2 separate regions of the Mus musculus genome follow, and region 2 is linked to region 1. Evidence: chromatin contacts called from public HiChIP or PLAC-seq data. All regions are on one chromosome and are shown on one strand. Each heading gives the region's core, a stretch centred on a gene start, on an enhancer-like site or on the middle of the called end of the contact. The rest is flanking DNA. Distances are from core to core; before and after follow the strand shown. Region 1 holds the start of Cd300lb (CD300 molecule like family member B). Region 2 has its middle 13 kb from the start of Cd300a.

What was found. HiChIP or PLAC-seq counts read pairs in DNA pulled down with a chosen protein or histone mark.
Region 2: a contact with region 1 is called in an HNF4G HiChIP or PLAC-seq map of pancreatic cancer cells. The contact joins the enhancer-like site here to the promoter of Cd300lb in region 1. A contact is called at or near these places in 3 of 39 promoter capture datasets (the C10 cell line, embryonic stem cells and macrophages), 2 of 484 Hi-C or Micro-C datasets (the AML12 cell line and peritoneal macrophages), 5 of 115 datasets of contacts at active chromatin or transcription factors (the HPC-7 cell line, bone marrow-derived macrophages, double positive thymocytes and 2 more) and 3 of 9 other capture datasets (adipose tissue, liver and pancreatic islet).

Annotation. Positions count from the first base shown.
Region 1 is chr11:114,932,062-114,936,105 of GRCm38.p6, forward strand. It overlaps Cd300lb (CD300 molecule like family member B), which reads right to left and starts at 2,310. Exons shown (of 4, transcript NM_199221.3): 1 at 2,148-2,310. The coding sequence starts at 2,187. It also overlaps the pseudogene Gm11699.
Region 2 is chr11:114,875,603-114,879,370 of GRCm38.p6, forward strand. No RefSeq gene overlaps it. Among named protein-coding and RNA genes, the nearest start is that of Cd300a, 13 kb to the right of the region's middle. Within about 2 kb of position 1,744, at least 51 of the 459 cell types and tissues checked have an H3K27ac peak or open chromatin away from gene starts, as enhancers often do. A contact at or near this core is called in the AML12 cell line, adipose tissue, bone marrow-derived macrophages and 1 more, where this site is marked.

The DNA of each region.
Region 1 (4,044 bases), core at 1,060-3,559:
CATTAATAGGGAATTAGACTGGGAAGTTCTAATAGAGCAATAGCATAAAAAGTAAAGAGCAATGTCTAAACAATGACAGGAAAGATGTCCAAAGCACTTTATTAGATTATTTTTAAAATTTACCTAATGAAGTGAGTATAGTGGCATATGCCTCTAATTCCAGAATTAGGAAGGCAGAAGCAGGAGGATCTTTAGGAGTTTGAAGCCAGGCTGGTCTACATAGTGAGCTCCAGGCTAGTCAGGGCTATACAGTAAGACCTTATCTCAAAAAAGGAGGGTGGGTGGCTAGAGAGATAGGTTAAGAGTACTGGCTGCTCGCTGGGCGGTGGTGGCCCACGCCTTTAATCCCAGCACTTGGGAGGCAGAGGCAGGCGGATTTCTGAGTTTGAGGCCAGCCTGGTCTACAGAGTGAGTTCCAGGACAGCCAGGGCTACACAGAGAAACCCTGTCTCAGAAAAAAACCAAAAGCAAAACAAAACAACAACAACAACCCCCAAAAAACAAACAAAACAAAACAAAACAAAATGTACTGGCTGTTCTAGTAGAGCATCCAGGTTCAATTCCCAGCTCTAACATGGTAATTTGCAACCATCCATAACTCCAGTTTCAGGGGATCCAATAACCTCTTTCTAGATTCTGTAGGTACCAAGCACACACATGGTATGTACACTTACATACACACAGGTAGAACACCCATACATATATAATAAACCAAAAGAATAAAATCCTTTTTGTGAATGGTCTCAGCTTATGGCTTCTTAAGAGTGTGAATACTCCTTTTTGCTGGGCGCTGGCTGCTTGCTGTCGAAATGGGCAAGTTCACAAAACCAGGGAAAGTGGTGCCAGTCCTGGCTAGATGTTACTCAGGACGCAAAGCTGTCATCATGAGGAACATTGATGATGGACGCACACCAGACGGTCCTTATAGACATGCCCTGGTGACTAGAATTGATCACTAAAAGTGACAGCTGCCATGGGCAAGAAGAAGATCGCCAAGAGATCCAAGATCAAGTCCTTTGTGAAAATTTACAGCTACAGCCCATACCCACGAGGGACTCTGTGGATATCCTCTTGAATGAAACTGTTGTCAACAAGGGTGCCTTCAGAGGCTCAGCTCTGAAACACAAGGCCTGGGGAGGCCAAGGTCAAATTTGAGGACCAATAAAAGACAGGGAAGAACAATTTTTTTTTCCAAAAGCTTCACTTTTAGGTGTGTTTTTGTTTCCATTGCTAAAAAACTAAAAAACAAAAACAAAAAACACCCCCCAAACCAAAAAACCCATCCCCACCAAATCCCACAAAACAACAAACAAGCAAACAAAACTCCCCAAAACTAACCAACCAACCAACCAACCAATCAAAGAGTGTGAATGTGAGCGGGTGATCCTGGAGGTACGGACAGAGTGTGTAGATGTACGGACTGTGTGTAGATGTGCAGCCTTTGAGTATACTAGTGAGCATTGCTCTACTTGTGTGCAAGCCATGGCAGAGCTCACTCTTGGCCTGCTTGGCGTCTAGGAAAGCCCGGTGTTGAGGTTTAGAGTGCAGGCAGCTAGTTGGGGGGCCTGGATCTCAGACACAAGCCCAGTGGTACAGGCACCCGCTATTGTCCCTCGTTTTACCTTTATGCAGTTGCAAACTCACATTTAGCCAGTGTCCCCTCAGTGACCTGTCCACTGAGTGCTCCCTTTGCATGGGTGTGGCAGCTGCTCTAAGCCTGTAAGTCCTTCCCCCAAGCCATGCCCTCTCCCCGGAGTGCATGTTCTGCTTGCTGCAAGGGCTGTAAAGATCTGCTTCCTTCTGAGGTATGGAAGGAGCTGGCTCAGGAGAGCTTTCTGTAGCTCCCTCCGTGGTACCAGCTCTTTCCCCTGAGCTCTTTTTTCTTGTGCTTCTTCCTGCATGTCTCACCTACAAGAGCATCTGGAATCTCCTTTAATGGTCACCTCCATTTCTCCTTTCCCTTCACGTCCCCAGGTCCTGACCCATGCCTGGCACAGTGTAGAGCCCAGCGTCCTTTTGCTGAATGAAGCTACAGAGCTACCCCACATTTCCCTGAAGGTGGCAGCTCTCCTTAAACCTGGGACAGAGCCCTCTATTGCCACTCTACACCTGCAGTCCCAAGCCCCCCAGGCCGTAGCTGAACATACCTGGAAAACTGAGAAGAAGCAAAGCTGGGGACAGCCACATGGTCCTGCCTTCCCACTTTGCTGCACTCCTTGATGAACAGCCAGCAGCAAATCCAAATCTCAGCGGGATACCCAAAGCCCTGGAGATCTCAGCTGACTCGTTCTGTTTGTCCAGGTTGCCTCTGAGTGTCTTACTCATAAGCTTCCTTTTATAGCGTGGGTGTTTCCTGCCGTCAGTTACTCAGCACAAGAGACATCAGTTAATGCCAGAGCTGGGTCACTCAGTAGAAACGAGGAGGCCAGGGAACTGTGCAGGGCAAGCAGAGGCAAAGGAGGGAAGCCTGTAGACCAGTGGTGGGGAAGTCTGGACAATCTGGTCTTGGGTTAAGGGGTAGAGCACTCTGGATATTGGATCCAGAAAGGTTCTATGCTATAATGATGGGCCCAGCAGCTGAGAGTCTCAGCTCGTGTTAGTGGGCTGTGCTCAGCACACCTGGCATTGGATATTTAATCCCCAGTAGATGATGTTCCTTGGGTAGCTTTAGGAGATATGGCCCTGCTGGAGGAAGTATGTCACTTTGAGGTTTCAAAGCCTCCTGGCATTCCCAGTAGCCTCTCTCTGCACCCTACTTGCGCTCTCACCTGTTTTGTGTCTGCTGCCTGCTGTCAGGATTCCCTACCATGATCGACTCTAATCCCTCAGAAACAGAAGCCCAAATCAATCATCTCGTCTATAAATTGTCTTGATATGGCAGTTTTGTTCGTTTTTCCAAAATATTTTTATTGATGATTTGGGAATTTCACATCATAAACCCTGATCAAGCTTAATTCCCAGTCTTCTCAGGTCTGCCCCTCACTCTTGTGACCTTTCCTGCAAAATGAAGGAAGAGGAGGGGGATAAAGAGGAGGAGGAGAAGAAAGAATAAGAAGAGGAGGCAGAAGAGAAAGGAGGAGGAGGAGGAGGAGGAGGAGGAGGAGGAGACAGACAGAGAGAAAGAAAGTAAGAAAACAACTTACACTCATTGGAACATGGTCACACTCCCAGTGGCCAGCCCCTTAAAGAAAATTGAGTCCTTCTCTGTTTGTACCCCAGCTGAGGCCATCAATTGTGAGAACTACAGTTCCACATCCTCATCACAGTTTTTAAGACTTCTTTTCAATGCCATTCTGTCTAAACTGTTACTTTTTTGAGGGGTGTGGTAGAGGTAGGATTTGTCACAGACTCTTTCTATGTCACACTTTCTCAATGAGTCTTCAGCCATTGATACCACTGAAAGAGTAGCTTTCTTGCCCTTCACAGTCAATGGAAGCAGGGATCATGGACTTCCACATGGCTTCTGGCAATGGCATGGACCACAGACATCCACACAGTCTCCAGTGGCAGTACAGACCCCAGACATCAACATGACCCTCTGCCACAGCATAGGGTATGGACACCATCATAGCCCTGCCAGCAGCACAGGCCAAGGGCATCAACGTGGCTGCAGGTGTCAGCATGGCCCTCCAACATCAACATGGCCTCAGGTAACAGCACAGACCATGGGCCACAGACATCAACACAACCCCCAGCTACAGCAGGATCATGGATCTAGACCTGGCCCTCAGCAGTGGCAGACCCATGGATTCTGTTGGGTTTCAGACCTGGGACAAGCAGCTGAGGTGCATAGTTAATATACCAGAGTGGACCTGGCCCCCAAGTTCTCCTAGCACCCCTCAGTCTCTGCCTGTTATAGGGCATGGCCAGCATACCCCACCTTCTCTGTGAGCTTTTCATCCCAGGGGCTGGGCTTCCCCTCCCCAGGAGCTCTTCCCTATACAATCCAGACATTTTGGTCTCCCTCCTCTCCCTCTCTCTGCATTTCCTCTCCCTACCTGCACATGCTCTTTCTCTCTTTCTATGGCCCCTCCCCGTCCCTCT
Region 2 (3,768 bases), core at 494-2,993, 57 kb before region 1:
CACACACACACACACCCCCGTAGCCCGGGCAGATTCCCTAACCAGCCCCTGCACCAGATGCCTAGAGGGAATGCTCGGCGAGCAGGGATGGGGACACGGGGGCAGGATGCTATAGGTCCGGAACTCTACCCCACATGCAAAGAACTTTTCAGGAGAAACCAATCACAGACTCAAAGCAGATGGTTTTAGTAGCCCGCTTATACCAACACCCCCCATATCCAGATGCCCTTATTTGCATAGAGGGACTCTGATAAGAAAGTTGGGGAAATAAAGTTCAGGTTCGTGTGTGTGTGTGTGTGTGTGTGTGTGTGTGTTGCCAGGCAGAGGAGGCAGAGACTTTTACTGCCTTGCTGTTTTTTCTACCCGGTCTTTCTTTCCACCCCTTTCTTTCTCTATTTTCACTGTGGAAAATAAACCATGAATTTGATTTCCTAATTTACTGCAGTGCCGGGGGTGGGGTGGGCTTGGAGGGGGTGTAGAAGGCAAGGTCTTGAACCTGTGAGGCAAGGGCACAACCCCCCACCCCAGCTCTAAATCACCAGTTTTAAAAAGAGGTTTTATTATTTTGGACTCCCTGGAACTGGAGTTACAGGTGGTTGTAAACCACCTACTGTGGGTGCGGGGAACTGAGCTCAGGTCAGGGGGAAGGGCAGCTTGGGTGCTTGGGGCTGGGGAAATGAATAGCTCACTTGCAGCTCCTGCAGAGGACACGGTGGGATGGGCCACTGTCTCAGAGAAGAGGAGGCGGGCTGAGGAAGGCTGACTCAACAGTTAAGATTGCTCTTGGAGGTGTCTGGTTCTCAGGTCCCACAGCAGGTCTCGAGACCACCTGTAACTCCGGCTCCATGTGATCTGATGCCGGATCACCTAGTCTTTGAAGGTTCTGGTATACACACGCATGCACACACACACACACACACACACACACACACACACACACACACACACTCACACACACACCTTAAAAAAAAAAACCTCAATAACAAAGTTACAGGAAGCCTTTACAAAGGGCTCATCTTTGAGAGTAGGGTGCAGGGTTCATTTGTAAAAAAGGGCCAGACAACCTAAGGCTGTATGCTGCCTCTTTCAGACACATCCCATGTAGGAACACCCTGAGTTTTTTTAATTAATTAATTAATTAATGAGACAGGGTCTTAAGCATCCCAGGCTGGCCTGGAACTCATTATGTGTAGCCATGGATGCAAGGATGACCTGGAAACGTCTGATCTTTTGGCTTCCATCTCCCGAGTGCTGGGATTAGCAGTGTGTACTGACATTCCCAGTGTATGTAGTGTCCAGGATGGGAGCTAGTGTGCTGTGCACCCCAGGCAAGCAGTCTACAGCTAAGCTACAGCCCCAGCCCCTCCTCTGCAATCTTCAAGAGATCCTGTTTATTCTCCTCTAGAGTTCCTCAAGGGACAGAGATCAAATAGGGCAAAGGTGCAGGGCTGGGGTCTAGCACCTCTGGGTCACTTGCCTGCCACTCTCCTGTGTCACATAGATGGAAAGCCATAGTTGGTGACTCACTGGGTGACTGGGATCTGGGCTCTGATTTTAGCAGCAATTTTCACCTTTTAAGGCAATATTTCCTCCCCCTTGTCTTTGTTTACTTGTTTCCTACTGCACCGCGGACTCCTGGAAAAGAGAAGTTGCTGTATTTTTATCTCCACCATCCTGATCCCATCTTTGGGCCCAGAGCCTGGCATAACAGGGGAAGTCATGAAACATTTGTTAAACAAATAAGCAAGGTTGGGTATCAAGTGCCACCTGGTGGAGGCACACAGATTCAGGCTAGATCAGTGGACCTGCAGGGATGTGTCCTGGCAATGCTGTTTGGCTTGGTGTCCAAGTGTGGGGTCAGATGGTCAAGAGAGTGAGGGGAAGGAGGAGGCTCCGCCCACTTTGAACAGGTAAGGTGAGGCATTCACTGTGATCAACTGCACATACCTCTGTAAACATGGGGGGAGGGGCTATGCACTGAAGGCCATGGAGGGGGTTAGGAGATGACCCAGCTGCTAAAGTGCTCACCAAACAAGCGTGAAAAATCCAAGCTTCATCCCCAGAACCCACATAAAAACATAGGTATGGTAGCCCATCCGTGGTGGCACAAACCTTGGAGCTCAGCATTCACGAGGCAAAAGCAGGTAGAACTCTGTGAGTTCGAGGCCAACCTAGCCTACAGAGCGAGTTCCAGGACAGCCAAGGCTACACAGAGAAACCCTGTCTCAAACAAGCAAGCAAGCAAGCAAGCAAGCAAGCAAGCAAGCAAACAAATACAGAGAGATGATATCTTATGCAATGTGAAAAAGCGATCACCTGTCAATAAAGAGCCGATTGGCCTATAGCTGAGGCAGGAAATAGGAGGTGGAAGTTCCGGTCGGAAGAAAGGGTTCTGGAATAGAAGCTTGTGGGAGGATTTGCCCCGGGCAACCCTAAGGAGGACAGACGCGTGGAACCTGAGCAGAGGTAACTAACTGGGCATGTGCTTTACATAGAATGGGATAAGTGGGTTATTCAGTTAGGAGCTAGTTAGAGAGCATGTACAGCTTTGGTCTAGGTATTTGTAAATATTTAACAAGTCTCAGAATTGTGATTTTAGCGAACAAAGTGGACAGGTGGAAAATCCTGAGATTACAGATGGCAAAGCCCACTAAGACACACACACACACACACATGCACACGCACATGCACCTGCATACACATGCACATGACCATACATACCTGTACATACCACACGTACTAAATAATTATAAATAAAAAAGGCAATAGAGATAGCAATAACCAGAAACCCTTCTGGACTATGGTTACTATAGACAGAGCCTCATTACTGTAGAAGGAAAAGCTAAGGTTCAGCAAGGTTAGAGACTCAGCCAAGGTCACACAGCTTATTCAAAACCAGGTGGGATTAAAAATCCTAGGCTATGCTGGGTGTGGTGGTGCAGATCTTTAATCCCAGCGCTCAGGAGGCAAAGTCAGGTGCAATTATGTGAGTGTGAGACCAGCCTGGTCTACAAATTAAATTGCAGACTAGGCAGGAATACATAGTGAGACCATGTCAAACAAACCCCAAAAGCCTAGGCTAAGCCTTCTATCCCTTTTCATTTATTTTTTGGTTTATCCATTTTTAGAACTAGCCTCTTGGCCCTGTCGGTAGTTCTAAGGTGTAGCTGGTACACCAGGTTCCACAAGCTCAGACATTTTTGTCATGTGAAACCCTCCCTCTAGGGACCCCTGCCTTCTGTGGAGAGAATTTTGGTGATCTGGTAGTGAGAGGGATCCCTGCCTTAGAACTAACAACTGAGTTCGAGGAGTCCCATTTGAAACCCCCCTTACTCTCCACAGGCCCCGCCCACCCCGCCCCCACGCCACAGGCCCCGTCCCTAGGCATGAACAACCATTAGGTCAGAGCCTCCAGGAGCAGTTCTTAAGGTGATTTGTGTAGGGATTGGCCCAAGTGTAAGTGGCTTACTTTCCTCATCTCTCCTCCTCCTCCTCCTCCTCCTCCTCCTCCTCCTCCTCCTCCTCCTCCTCCTCCTCTCTCTCTCTCTCTCTCTCTCTCTCTCTCTCTCTCACACACACACACACACACACACACACACACACACACACACACACCAGTATAAACACTTGTTCAGAAAAAAGGAAAAAATAATTTCCAAGAATGCAAAGGAATCCAAGGTAAAAATACCCTTATGGTTGTTTCTGAGACAGGGTCTCATGTAGCCCAGGCTGGTTGCACACTTGCTATGTAGCAGAGGATAGCCTTGA